Linked DNA regions of Mus musculus: all the other regions are linked to region 3. A link is a contact called in public ChIA-PET and Hi-C data. All regions are on one chromosome and are shown on one strand. The core of a region is the stretch at or near the end of the contact, and the rest is flanking DNA. Distances in the headings are between cores, read along the strand shown.

Region 1 (4,723 bases), core at 1,987-4,486, 220 kb after region 3:
GCACACATTGCCACTTCATTCCCTAGAGACCAATCAATTTAAAAGTCACACTGTTCTACCAATCACATTGTGCCTGATGGCTGCTGCTCTGAAAAACTGTATAAAGACTGACCAAACAGGCTGTGGGGGAAGGTGGGTCGCCATCTCTCCTTTGAGTGTAGGATGACCCCAACGTGTTGGAACAATAAATTCCTCTTGCTTTTTCCATCGATTCCTGGCTCTGTGTGGTTTACCCAGGGAGACCCTGGTAAGCTAAGGCTCACCAGAGTCTTATAGTTCATTATCTAAAACTTCTATTCTCGGGACAAAAATCATCATACAAAAATCTATCTGAATCCAAAATATCTTGGAGACTTGCTGTTGTCTCCTTAGAAGATACGGTAAGCTGGGGTTCAGTATTATAGGTGCTGCCTTCGTTGATTTATACCACATGGTCATTTTATTCATGATAGTGGTGAAGTCACATGACATGTACTCTTTAGCTTTAGTAAAAAATGGCTGCAAGCCACGTGGTCGCTATGTACTCCAAGGTAAGCCAATCAGGCATATATCCATTTCTTTCTTTTCTTTCTTTCTTTCTTTCTTTCTTTCTTTCTTTCTTTCTTTCTTTCTTTCTTTCTTTAATCCATTTTTTCTAAAAAAAAATAGTTAAATCCAAGGTACATATACAATATGCAGTAGCAAATTAAGATCACACTGCCCCCACACACTATTAATTTTTTATTAGAAGTTTTAAACCAACTTTTTGTTAAAGATTTTATAGAAGTTTTAAAACTGCAACCAATGAATTTACCATGAGTTTACAAATCCTGAGATACACATCTTGACATAAAACTTTTAGTTTAGAAAAGGTTTTAGAGATACAAGAGAGAGAGTATTTAGAGTTGAATAAAACCAAAAAGGAGTAAGAGCTAAGCAGCTGTAATCCCTACTGGGGAGAGTTCACCTTTTAGCTGCTTTAAAGCTCAAGTGTCCTTTTTTGGCCTATCCTGGCTCACTTCCCTTCTTCCTGTAGGGTCAGGTAGCCTGCCTGATCCAGGACAGAGATTTTAGAAAAAACATTTAAATAAGCTTGCTCTGGTCTAGAGAGAAAGGGTCTTCACTCCAGAGCCAGGTTTTTATAGAATGGAGAGCAGCATTACACTGTACAATATTATCCATGCCCAAAAGACACTTGGATCTCTGAGGACTGAACAGTGGTCAGAGTGAGGGACAGAGCAAACCGAGAGCGAAGAAGGCAGAGACGAGAGCAGGGACAAAGGAGGTTGAAAGGGAAGGAGCCAGCTCAGTGATGGTGCAAGCAGGAAAGCAGACATCTGGGAGGCTTAGGGGAAAGGGTCAGGAACAGGAGCTCTGTCAGAGGGAGGGGTCCATATCTTAGAGGCCCAAGAGGATGTAGAGAAGTGTCCTAGATAACAGGCTAACAAGGAAAGAGAGAGACAGAGACAGAGCAGGCTGCTCCAAGGTGAAGGTGAGGAATCTGCAGGCAGGAGCTGAGAGCGGGGGGGGGGGGGGGGGGAGAGCAAGTTCTAGGAGAGAGCAGAGAACATAAAGGGAGAGCAAGGGTGGGAGGAAGGGTAAGTGTTCTGCTGACACGAACTTCAGCCAGAGTGTTCCAAAGAAGATCAAGAGACTTGTCAGAGAGAAATGTCCCAGATTAGGAAGGAGAGTGTCCCTTTCCATGCAGTAGGTACACAGCAGAGCAAGAGAAGCTGCCTGATATACTAGCATGGCTTCTGCAGCAGCAATGGGTTCCAAGAGCTAACAGAGACAGGGCAGGCAGTTCCAAGGTGACACATACCTGAGTGCTGGCACAGAGACAGAGCCTTTCTACATGCCCAGGAGAGTGTAGAAGGCTCCAGGAGCCGGAAATGCCCTGGAGAAGCATAGAGGGTTGAGAGAAGAAGTGGCTGAAGAGGTAGGTGACTCTAGAATTTGTAGTCAAATATGGTGGGTAGCAGAAACCAGCAGAGACACATGATCCATACCTTAGGAGAGTCAACTCAGCAGCTTGGCTCAATTAGGAGAAGTTAGATCCCTTGGAAAGGGGGCCATTTGTGCCTCCTGGGTTTTTGGCACCAGATGCATAAACTGGTGACATTACCATGCAATGGTATATTTAAGGCTTTATTTTAGACATGAGAGCAAGAACAGCCAAATGCATCTGGAAGAGCCTAGAGAGAAAGAAGTAGCCTGGACATGGCATGGAAAAAAAAACCAGGAGAAAAACGAGAGAGAGAGAGAGAGAGAGAGAGAGAGAGAGAGAGAGAGAGAGAGAGAGAGAGAGAGAGAGGAGAGGGGGAAGAATGAATGAATGATTATATCTGAACTAGGAAGGTTCTAAGAAGAATGAGTGGCTGAGGAGAGAAGACTGAGCGTGAGGGAGTTTGGGGTAAAGGACGGGGTGAGTAGAGACACACATCCCTTCTGTCTTTTGAAATTTGAGGAAATGGAGTTTCTCTTGGATCTGACAGTAACCAAAACCATTGGGAATAGTCTATAATGTTTTGGATAATGTTATGGGACCCTTTTTGCCAATAATTTAAAAAAATATATATATAACCCATTCCTGATACTGAATGGACCTAGATGGGGAAGGGGAAACAGACTACAGTATCATAAAGGGATAAAATGGAAACTAAAATAATAGGTGTGGTGGTTTGACTAGGTACCCCCCTTACACCCCACCCTCCTGCCCAGACTCATGAGTGTGAATGCTTGGCCCATGGGGAGTGGCACTATGGAGTAGGTGTGGCCTTGTTGGAAGGAGCATGTCACTGTAGTGGGCTTTGAGGTTATACATGCTCAGGGTTATACACTCATTGATACAGCCTCCTTCTGCTGCATTCGGATCAAGATATAGAAGTCTCAACTCCTTCCGCAGCACCATGGCTGTCTGCAAGCCTCCCTGTTTCCTGCCATGATGATAATGGACTGAACCTCTGAACCTCTAAGCCAGCCCCAATTAAATGTATTCCTTTGTAAGAGCTGCCTTGGCCATGGTGTCTCTTCACAACAATGAAACCTTACCTAAGATAGAGAAGTAAATGAGAGGCCAGGTTAAAGGAGGGTAGGGAGCAAGGGACAGCAAAGCCACTTGGAAACCTACTATTGTAGAAGCTTTCTCTGATAGTGAATATATAAAAGGAATCTAAATGGAGCCACCGTAGAATGAGGAAGATGACGTCTTACTTTCACGATGGGTGGAGGGTGGACTGTTTCCTGGCTTACCAAACCCCAAGATGAGGTGGCTCTAAAATTATACTGTATGGTGAAACCCCGGAGCAGCTCAGAGAGGCACAGTGCTGGTTGTTGCTTGGTCACCTCTAGGTGACCCTGTGGTTACCCTCTCTGCAGTGCCTGCCGCAGGCTTTCTTTGAATCTCTTAGAAACAGGATTCTGAGAAGCCAGCAGCAGCCTCGTCCCCACCCTGCAGGCCTCACACAGTTGCATTTTTATAAAAAGTTTTATTTATACTTCATGTGCATTGGTATTTTGCCTATATGTATGCCTATGTAGGGGTGTCAGGTCCCCTGGTCAGTTACAGACAGTTGTGAGCTGCCACGTGGTTGCTGGGAATTGAACCTGGGAAGAGCAGCCAGTGTTCTTAACCACTGAGCCCTCTCTCTAGTGCATTTTCCTTCTTTAGGTGGCCAGCCAGAGGGTCTGTGCTCTGGTGCAGGCTGTTGTGGATTGAAGCTGCAGAAGCTGCCGTGGCTCTGCAGAGCCTTGAGTTCAGAGCTTATGCTACCCCAGGCTTCCTTGGTCAGTGGTGGGCCTCAGGGCTGAGCAGTGTCCAAGACAGACATAAAGTACCTGCCCTGTTAGCTATGTGGGTGACAACTGGATGTAACCACATACAGTACTGTTGCAGGGAGCCAAGCATCTGCCTGAGATGGAGAAATGGGCTCCAGAGCTACTGTCCACAGTGTCCCTCTTAACTGGGAGAGGGGCATCCCCAGGGTGACTGAGGCAGGCAAGCTTGAAAGACGCTAACATTTCCCGACATTGGGTTCCATTCCAGGCCTCTGGCCTTCATGTTCCTGCTGGAGGAAAATGACAGTGGCCTTTCTACCCCATCATTGCTGCCTATGCCCCGTTTGCTCATCTGCTAAGCCCTACATCTCTCTAGCTAGACTGTAAGTTCTAAAGAGCTAGAGATCCATCTTTTCATGGTGAGTCTTCAGCTCTGGGCAGGGTTTGACAAATGCCAGATCCTCAATAAATAGTAGCAGCTAAGATATGGGCCCTGGTTTCAAGGAGGACGTGGTGACCAACTCTGCTATGAATACACACAGTAGCAGCAGGGAAGGCCGAGGAAGACCTGCAGCCTCAGGACAGCTTGGAGATAAGTCTCACTAATTTGGACATGGGAGGAAGATACCACCACTGCACAATTATCCACCCCCAGAGCTTAAAGCCACCTCCACCTGTCAGTCTGCTTGTGATGTAAAAGAACTTGGTTGTATACCTTTGCTCTACAAGGCCTGCCCTGTTTTGTGTGACCTGGGTCCTGGAACTCTAACAGAAGCAAGGGAACAGAGGACACACAGACACCCACAGAGTAAAGTTGGAAGTAGGCTACTGCCCCACCCAGAAACTGTTTACTGGGCACAGCACAGAGGGGAGGAGTTATCTAGTCTCTGAAGGAGGGCTCTGGAGGCAGGTTCAGGCTATAACCATCTTTGCACACGCTGCAAAACATAACCACTGATGCTTGGAC
Region 2 (4,198 bases), core at 1,694-4,193, 180 kb before region 3:
CTACATGAGTGTAATTTGTCATGAGTGTTCGAGACAAAATGGTTTATTTAGCAATACTAATAGTGGCTTGCTTCAGATAACACATAAACTGAGTGTGTAGAATACTTTTATTTTGTTCTTAAAGATTTATTTTATACGTATGACTGTTTGTCGGCAGCTATGTATGTTTAGGCCAGAAGAGAGTGTGGTGTCAGAACCCCTGGGGCTGGAGTTACAAATGGGAATGAACTAATTCAGGTCCTCTGCAAGAGCAAGTACTCTTAACTGCCCATGAACCATTTAGTCAGCTCCGCAGTCTCGCTTGGGCTGTTTCTATGAGAATTTCCAATGTAAATATTGGGACTTTCATGTAAGCTCAAGACTGCAAAAGGCTTTACAGCTTTCTACGTAAACAATATGATTTTGATTCCAGAATCTGAGCTAGGTTGTCGTTTTTTAATTTTTATTTGTACAGAGGCACTCTATCCTTGAACATTTTTTTCCCTTGCTCCTCTGGGCATGCATTCCTACCCAGGCTGAGTTTTCCCCTAAGAAAGGGCCTATGTGGTTTTTGTCTCTCCAAGTTATGATCAGGGAGGACCAAGGACCACACTGTTTAGTTTCCCTCTACGGCATTTTATCAGTAAATGTCTGTACTCTGGAATAAATTTCGGATGAGCAAGCCAAAGTGGACTAAGTAATGTGAGTCCGGGTGAGGTGAGGTGAGGTGAGGTGATGCTGTTGACTTAACAGAACACCTGAGGGGTTGTTCTGCTACTGATAGGCATTGGTTCTCTGGGTGCCAAGACTGTATCACGGAACGGCTCCAGGAATAGTCGGGCACTGAGGCTACCAGATCTTATTTGCCATGGTTAATCCTGACTGTCAACTCAATCAGATTGAGAGATGTCTAGAAGATCTGTAAAGAATACTCCTAGGGGAGCTCTGGAGATGTTTCTAGAAAGAAATAACTAAGGCAGGGATGACCCCTCTCGGGTCTGTGTCAGCATCCCAGTCGCCAGGCCCAGGATAGAATAGAAGGGGAGACTGCTGGAGGAGGGCTTCCTCAGTCTGTTTCCTGGCTGCCCCCACCTTTTGAAGCCTGTAGCATCCCTGAAAATGCTGAATGTCTCCTTATACCTACCATGCTATCCAGGAAGTTCTCTGTGATTGAAATAAAAATTTCAGTCCATCTTCTCTTGCTTTACTACAGGATTCTTCACTCATCCCTCAAGGCATGGCTTAGATTTTTCTGTCATTGTGATTGTTTTCTAAATCCCCCTCCCCCATCCTGACCATTCTGGCCGGTAGTAACTGCTACCTCCCCCTCCCTGGGCTTTCAAAGCCTACTGCTTCCCTTCCACACAACTTGCCACACAACTTCACTGTGCCAGGTGGTCTCATGAAAGTTTCTTGTGCTGTCTGAAGCTTTCGGCTGCATCATCTGTAGAATGTAAACACAACCAGTCCCACCTCATAGGGTCACTGTAAAAAACGCCACGGCACTTGGCGGCATGTGGTGAAGTATACATTTACTACTAACACTCGAGGCAGGGGCAGGGACAGGGACAGAGGCAGGGGCAGGGACAGAGACAGGAGCAGGGGCAGAGGGAGTCTCCGTCACGAGTTCCAGGCCAGCCAGCCAGGGCTATGTAATGAGATCCTGTCTCAGAGAGCAAGGAAGAGTGAGAGAGAGAGACAGAGAGACAGACAGAGAGAGACAGAGAGGGAGAAAGGGAACTTTCTAAGTCCTTGCTTAGCACAGTGCTGGGAACACAGTAAGGACTCAAAATCAGTGGTAGCCACTGTCACTGCTATAGTAATCATCACAATTATTCATCATATGGAACCACGGCTTGGCAATATTAGCTGTGAGAACTGAAGTCTGTCTCTCTTTGCTCTACTTCCTTTTTTGACATTTGCTTACTCATTTATTGTGTCACTTATAAAAGATGATTATGACCTTGTGTGACCAAATGTAGCTGCTTTCTCATTCAGGTATATGTATGCTGTATGGAGGTTGTAATTATTTGTTTTTTTTTTTTTTTTTTTTTTGATGAAGGTACTGAAAGGTCTGAAGAACCACAGCTCTGACTCTCATTGACTTTTTTGAATTAGGACAAAGCAACAGCCAACTCTGATCCCTGTAAAGAGCATTAGTGAGGCAGAACTGGGCCTCATTCCATTGTTCCACAGACATTTGCAAATGATCGTAGAGATAAGTCTGGTGAATCAGTTGGGTGAGGTAGAAAGAATAAAGGGCTCAGTTCAAGCCTTGACAGTGATCTTTAACTCTAAGCCTCAAGTGCCCTCTCAGCAAAATGGGAGCACTAGTAGCTCCCACAGCTCAGGACTGTTACAGAGATGAAATCATACTATGCATAGAAAGAACACACGTGTTTATGGTACATTGCTGGTAGTCAGTAACTATCCAAACACATCTTGATGCAGGAGTTGGAAGGGTCTCAGATGATGTTGATCAGGGTCTCTAGACACAGAGCCTGAAAAAGAAAAAAAATATTTTTGTTTTGTTGTTGTTTTTTGTGAAAGTGACTTACTGAAGGAATATAACTTTTAAGAATAGCTCATAGGAAAACATAGCAAGGGAGAAGCCAAAGAACTTTGAGAAATGGTAGATTCTACCCTCAGTCTGACTCATGAGGGCCCAAGGGCATCCACAGAGCAGAGCACTTCCCCCACTTCCCCCACCCAGGCAGAGGCTGGCTCTTTTAAGTCTCCTATCAGTCACTCTGCAGATTGACTAGTGAATAGATAGATTCTTTAGCTTGAGCTCAGATAACATGAAAGGAAACAGGAGCTTGCAAGAGCAAAAAAAAAAAAAAAACCAAAAAAAACCAAAACCAAAACCAAAAAAACCAAACAAGTTGGGGAGAGGATGTTGGGATGGGAGCTGAAGACTTACAGAGTTTACCACACAGCCAATGGGAGCCGCTGAACTCTCATGAGTGGGGGCTGTAACTTGATAATGGGTGAGCCAGGTGCCTCGATGATCCTTTTATGGCATCTCTTTGTTGTCAGGCTGAAGATCACATTTTCTGCCCTGACCTTCAACCAGCTACTTTAATTGGAGCCCAATCCTGCCCCATCTCTTCAGGCTCAGTGTACCCTGGTGGTAGTATTGCACAGATGCCCAGCAGAGCCATCTGGGCTGCGCCTGTCCACCCCCCAGCCCCACCCATACTCACACACTTTAGGATCTTGGGAAAGCTGCTCCTTGTTTGCAAGGCAGTCATTAAAGACTAGATGGGACTGATAATTTTTATGGCCTGAAAAGACGGTAGGAGTTAACGGCAAAAGGGAGCCTTATCCACACAATGGCAGGGCCGTGCACAGGAGCATATTTCCACCCAGGGCCAGGATGTGCTTGCGGTCTGTTTCCTGTGTGTGGATGACAGTGTCACCAGCCAGCTTCCTGCTTCTGTTAGCACGCCATGCCTTACCCGACATTACGGACTCTGGAGCCTCAAGCCAGATCAGCTCGTTTTTCCTTGCCTTGCTTTTGTCCGTACCATCTTATCACAGCGACAGAAAAGTAACCTAGAAACTGATACCAGCGCGGCAGGGAACATGATTTCTGTGTTTTGGAGGGATGTAGAAGATTCTGGAACTTTGGAGTAAAAAAAAAAAAATGTTGAATGTTATAAGCAGAGCTTTGTGGGTGTTCTGGTAGGAGCCTGGAAGACAGTAATGAGGTCAGAGAGAGAGTCCAGCTCTAGAGGGTTCAGAGGGATACAAGGATTCTACCAACAAGTAGGCTGGTAAAGACTCTGGCTACCTTCTGCCCATGTCCCAAGAACGCGGCTGAGGGTAAATGAAAATGTGATAGGCTGATTTTATTGGCAGAGGAGATCTCAGGCAGTGTGATGTTGAGTCTGTGGAATGCTTATAACCAGTTACTCTCATACAGCCCTATAATGAAAAGTTGCAACAAATGAGGCAGAAAGAAGTGGGGAAATTGTGCAGTTTGGTGAAAAAAAATCACCAGAAAGCTTAGTAGTCTAGCTTAAGTCATGCAATGAAGAAGGGGCTGGGTTTAGCATGCTAAGTGGGCAGCCCAGTATGTATGGAAAGCACAAACTGGAGTCAGCGGGTTGTATGTGCAGGTTGTGTGTGTGAGTGTGTAGACACAGGCGCACCCCTGTGTACATAGACGCTTAGAGAAAAGGACATGAGTTTGAGAAGGGTGTTACTGGGGACT
Region 3 (4,200 bases), core at 1,566-4,065:
GGCACCAACACAGAAGAGTTATCCAGAAAAAACATTTTATCAACGGCCTTTTATTGCTTTGCTCTGAAAATTAGTTGAAAGGAAATGCTACACAGTATTTGTTGAATGACTCTATTTTGGCTCCTTTTCTAACTCTAACTTCTATGAATTTTACAATGCCATGAAAACACTTCAGCAAGGATTTTGGCATACTATTTACAATTTCTTGAATACCATTGCTCACGGAACAGGAGCGATGGAAAACAATCACTTAGTAACCGAAGAGGCACAGTCGGGAAGGAGGAGAAATAATTGCCTACCGCCCTGTTCGTGCCGAAGAAAAACTCTTCCTTCACTGAGCTTAAGAAACAGGTTGGGAGCCAAGAATTGCATGTCACAGGAACATGCCTCTTCCTGTCACCATATCAAGGTACCTAACGGTTGGCCGTTTGTGGAGCCAATATCTTTCTACCACATGTGTGACCAGGAGCTTGTGGGAGACAAGTAGTTAGGTCAGGGATGAATCGGAACCTGGCACGGGCCTTGGGCGTCTGCCATCATTAGTTACAGATCTGCCAAAATGCTTTGGGGAACGTTTTAATTTAAATGCCAAGTTTATTTCAACGAAATCTCCCTGATATGATCTGTTGGGAATCTAGAATGAAATAGACAGGTGTTCATTTTGAAGGGCATTTGTGAATTAGTTCTGTAAACAACAACCAAACAACCAAACAAAACAACAACCCATTCTGGGTGTTTGACCCTCAGGGTGCCCCTACTTAGCTCAGAACTCTCCAGGAAAGAGCTGAAGAATCTTTGTTAGCTACATCATTTTTTCTTTTGCTACTGTCATGTAAATGTAGAGGATTAGCGTCTACTACAAGAGGGGCAGGATCCTCCTGTGATGACTGAAAACATCAGAATTAGAGAACTTCTACAGGAAGACCCCTGCATTCTATCCTCTCTAACATACTCAAACACAATTATGACTATCAATCTAATAAAGCAAATGAAAAGCTGATTTGAAAGTATTTTTCTGTGAAACTGTCAGAAGACCAAAAATATATTTTGAGGCTAAACTAGGAAGGAGTTAATATGGAGGGGTGAGGCTAAAAAAAGAATTAAAATGTCATCTATCCATAAGAAAACATTTGTTAGTGGGTAGGCCCTATTTGACTTGCCCAGATGTTTACAAAAGCGTGCCAAGGGGATCAGAAGAATTAAAACACCCCAAGAATAACGAAAGGATTTTGATGTCGCATTTGAGGAAAGGGTGGACATGTTTATGAATGTAAAGCTCGTTTCCTTAGAGGCTCCTTGGCAATTTGCTACCATATTATGGTAACGAGGGCAAGGTCTCTAAGTTCTGTCCCAGGGGACTCTCAGGTACTCCTGGCCCAGGGAAAGTGCCTTTCCAGAAGATGAAATACAGTGAGAGAAAAACTGGGAAGCCAGAACCAGGCATGAAACTGGACCTCAGGGTGGCTGGGTTGGGGAGGTGGGTGGAGCCTCTGGTACCACACAGTGCACTCGTCCTGCTCTTCTGCCAATGGCTCTGCCAGGCTACACAGTGGCCCTGCGTTCTTCCTTGGCTCCAGGAATGGAGGTTTAAGGAAAGTATTTGCATATGAGAGCGACATGTTAATCATTGATTTTTGATCCTGTCCCAAACGATGGTCCTGATTTGGATGGTACCCACTAGGGGTTGAACAAGCAAGTCTCTCTAGTGTCAGGTTTAGGAAAGACACAGACTACAATGATAAACCTCCGTGGGACAACCCAGAGGCACCAAATAAACTCTGCGGAGGTCTTCTGTCTCTCAACGCCTGCCAGCCATGCCATCCCTACCCCAGATCCTGGCAACCTGTCGTGCTCATTGAGTTTAGCAGCCCAAGGACACGCAAGAGGATTGGTTTCTGTATGGGAAATGGGTTTGCTCCACTGAGGAAGCCCAGGGGGAGCAGGGTGGGAAGGGAGCGGGTTCCGAATGAAGGGCTGGAGCTGGACGCGAGGTGCAGCGGCCAAGACCACAGCCCCAGGACCCTCAGCTCGCCCGCGGCCTGCGGGTTCGCTGTCCCCCTCGGGATGCCTTCAGGTGACTGACAGCTGGCTGTGGCGTGCGCCTCGCTGAGCCGGCCTAGGAGAGCGACCACAACCGCAACGCCCGTGCCCGGAGCCCGGACGGGTCCCCTCGGCCTGTAGGGGGCAGCGCGAAGCCCGGGAGGCGATGGCCGCGGGTAAGTGGCGGTGGGCCCGGGGGCCATCAGAAGCCGCCCTGGGCCTCGGCTGAGCCCTGAAGGTGTGGGGGGGGGGGGGGAGACTGACGGGCCTGGGCGGAGCCGGGAACCCCGGAGCCCCGCGCGCCGCGCCTCCGCGTGTCGCCAGCGCCGCGGAGTGGGCGCACGTGTCCCTCGCGCCCCGCCGCCGCGAGCTCGTCGGTGAGCGCGGGGCCGGAGGGGACGCGGCGCTCGTCGGTGAGCGCGGGGCCGGAGGGGACGCGGCGCGCGGCGGTGGGCGCTGGCGCGCGCGCGTTATTTTTGGCGCCCGCAGCGGCGCGTGTGCCGGGGCGTGTTTTCCTTCCCCAGGTGCCGGCAGCGGGGGCGCCGCCGCCCAAGCTGACTCCTCTCTCCTCTCTCTCTCCCCGACCCCGGCAGGACCCCAGAGGTAATTCCGCCTGCACGACGTCCTTCGCGCCGGAGGCGAGCTCGCTGCACGCGCCACATCCCAACCAAAAAGAGAAAGAAAAAAAAAAAAAAGAAAAAAAAAGAAAAGAAAAAGCGGAAGAAGCGGCCGAGGCGGCGGCGGCGGCGAGGAGGAGGGGCCGCGCGCAGCGGCCCGAGGCGGCGGCGGCGGGGACGCGGGGACGCGGCTTTGTGCAGGCGGGTCGTGGGGCGCCCATGGCGGAGTGTGGCCGGGGCGCCGCAGGAGGGGCCCTGCCCACCTCCCCGAGCCCGGCCCTAGGCGCCAAGGGCGCCCTGAAAGCCGGAGCCGGGGAAGGCGGAGGTGGTGGCGGGGGAGGTCGCCTCGGCCACGGGCGGGCGCGCTATGACAGCGGCGGGGTTTCCAACGGAGACTGCAGCCTCGGCGTGTCCGGGGACGAAGCCCGGACCAGCCCTGGCAGGGGACCTCTAGGCGTGGCGCTCGCGCGGACCCCTAGCCCAGCTGCCGGTCCGGTCCCCAGGGACAGCAAACCGGGCGGCCTGCCCCGCCGGAGCAGCATCATCAAGGTAAGTAGGAGACCCGCGCGCGTCCTTGGGCTCGCTTTCCCCGCCCCGGAGAAGCTGTGGCGGAAGGAGGCGATGCAAAATGAGCCCACTGCGAAGGGGAAGCCAGGGTGTAGGGGTGTTTGGAGTGCTGGAGCAGGGATTGGAAAGCTGATGGCATTGGGAAAGAATGGAGAGGTGATCTGAGTGTGCAGGAGTGCTGTGCTCTGACATCCCCAGAGCAACTTGGGGCTGTCACCTCTCTCCAGATTGACTTGGAATTAAATGGCCTTGTACCTGCCTGGGTAGGACAGGCTTTTCAGAGGCAGCTTAGCATGGTGGCACACTCCCTGTAAGGTTTCTATTGTATTTTAAAGGACAGGGATCATGTGAAAATATTTTCTCAAAACCCCAGGCAATGAACATATATTATTTAATAGATTTCTTCTAATCTACTGGGTAATTGGTTGCCCCTTGCAAGTGATTGTATTTGGGGAATGTAAATACCTCTCCTTCAGTTACTCGGAGAAAGGGAACATAAACACAGATTTCCTCTTTTTTAGCCTCAAAAGCTCTGAGAGAATACAGTTCCGCACAATTTAATTCTTTCCTAGCTGCTATAAGCAGGCCTCTCCAAATTAGCAAGTTTCTTTGGAATGGTTTTTGCTTGTTTTTGTTTTTGTTTGTTTTGTTTTTCATGGTGCTATTTAGAAAGCCACCAGTTGTTTTGTGAATTTTAAATTTCAAGAGGTGACATTAAGAGTTTATGGTGGCTTCCTTCAAACATTGCAGTGTAGTTGCAACATAAAAATATTTCTTGTGACTCGAAGTGAAAAGAGAAAGTTGATAAGCTACGAAAAGTAGAACCTTGAGCCAGATCAGCCCATTTGGCTTGTTCAAATATGGAGCAAATATGGAATGTTGCTTTTTGAGACATGAAGGAGTTTTTAGGACAGGCCAGTGAGTACTGTCTGGTGCTAACTCATCCTGTTTGTGGCTGACAACCCTTAGGAGACAG

Evidence for each region. Hi-C and Micro-C count contacts between places; a contact is called where the count stands out from the background. ChIA-PET counts read pairs in DNA pulled down with a chosen protein or histone mark.
Region 1: an RNA polymerase II ChIA-PET map of memory CD8 T cells shows a contact between it and region 3, with 85 read pairs. The contact joins the enhancer-like site here to the promoter of Plcl2 in region 3. A contact is called at or near these places in 3 of 39 promoter capture datasets (the C10 cell line and liver), 9 of 484 Hi-C or Micro-C datasets (the Ba/F3 cell line, CD4 T cells, CD8 T cells and 5 more), 8 of 115 datasets of contacts at active chromatin or transcription factors (the 230-238 cell line, CD8 T cells, bone marrow-derived macrophages and 4 more) and 2 of 9 other capture datasets (adipose tissue and liver).
Region 2: a contact with region 3 is called in a Hi-C map of the N1E-115 cell line, with 6 times the contacts expected there. The contact joins the enhancer-like site here to the promoter of Plcl2 in region 3. A contact is called at or near these places in 5 of 39 promoter capture datasets (the C10 cell line, the HPC-7 cell line, frontonasal cranial neural crest and 2 more), 6 of 484 Hi-C or Micro-C datasets (the C2C12 cell line, the N1E-115 cell line, cardiomyocytes and 3 more), 12 of 115 datasets of contacts at active chromatin or transcription factors (T-cell acute lymphoblastic leukemia, acute myeloid leukemia, bone marrow-derived macrophages and 8 more) and 3 of 9 other capture datasets (adipose tissue, macrophages and pancreatic islet).

The regions. Positions count from the first base shown.
Region 1 is chr17:50,726,490-50,731,212 of GRCm38.p6, forward strand. No RefSeq gene overlaps it. Among named protein-coding and RNA genes, the nearest start is that of Gm41598, 62 kb to the right of the region's middle. Within about 2 kb of position 3,237, at least 76 of the 459 cell types and tissues checked have an H3K27ac peak or open chromatin away from gene starts, as enhancers often do. A contact at or near this core is called in the 230-238 cell line, the Ba/F3 cell line, CD8 T cells and 7 more, where this site is marked.
Region 2 is chr17:50,328,573-50,332,770 of GRCm38.p6, forward strand. No RefSeq gene overlaps it. Among named protein-coding and RNA genes, the nearest start is that of Dazl, 37 kb to the left of the region's middle. Within about 2 kb of position 2,944, at least 83 of the 459 cell types and tissues checked have an H3K27ac peak or open chromatin away from gene starts, as enhancers often do. A contact at or near this core is called in the HPC-7 cell line, the N1E-115 cell line, T-cell acute lymphoblastic leukemia and 8 more, where this site is marked.
Region 3 is chr17:50,506,732-50,510,931 of GRCm38.p6, forward strand. It overlaps Plcl2 (phospholipase C-like 2), which reads left to right and starts at 2,816. Exons shown (of 6, transcript NM_013880.3): 1 at 2,816-3,206. The coding sequence starts at 2,877.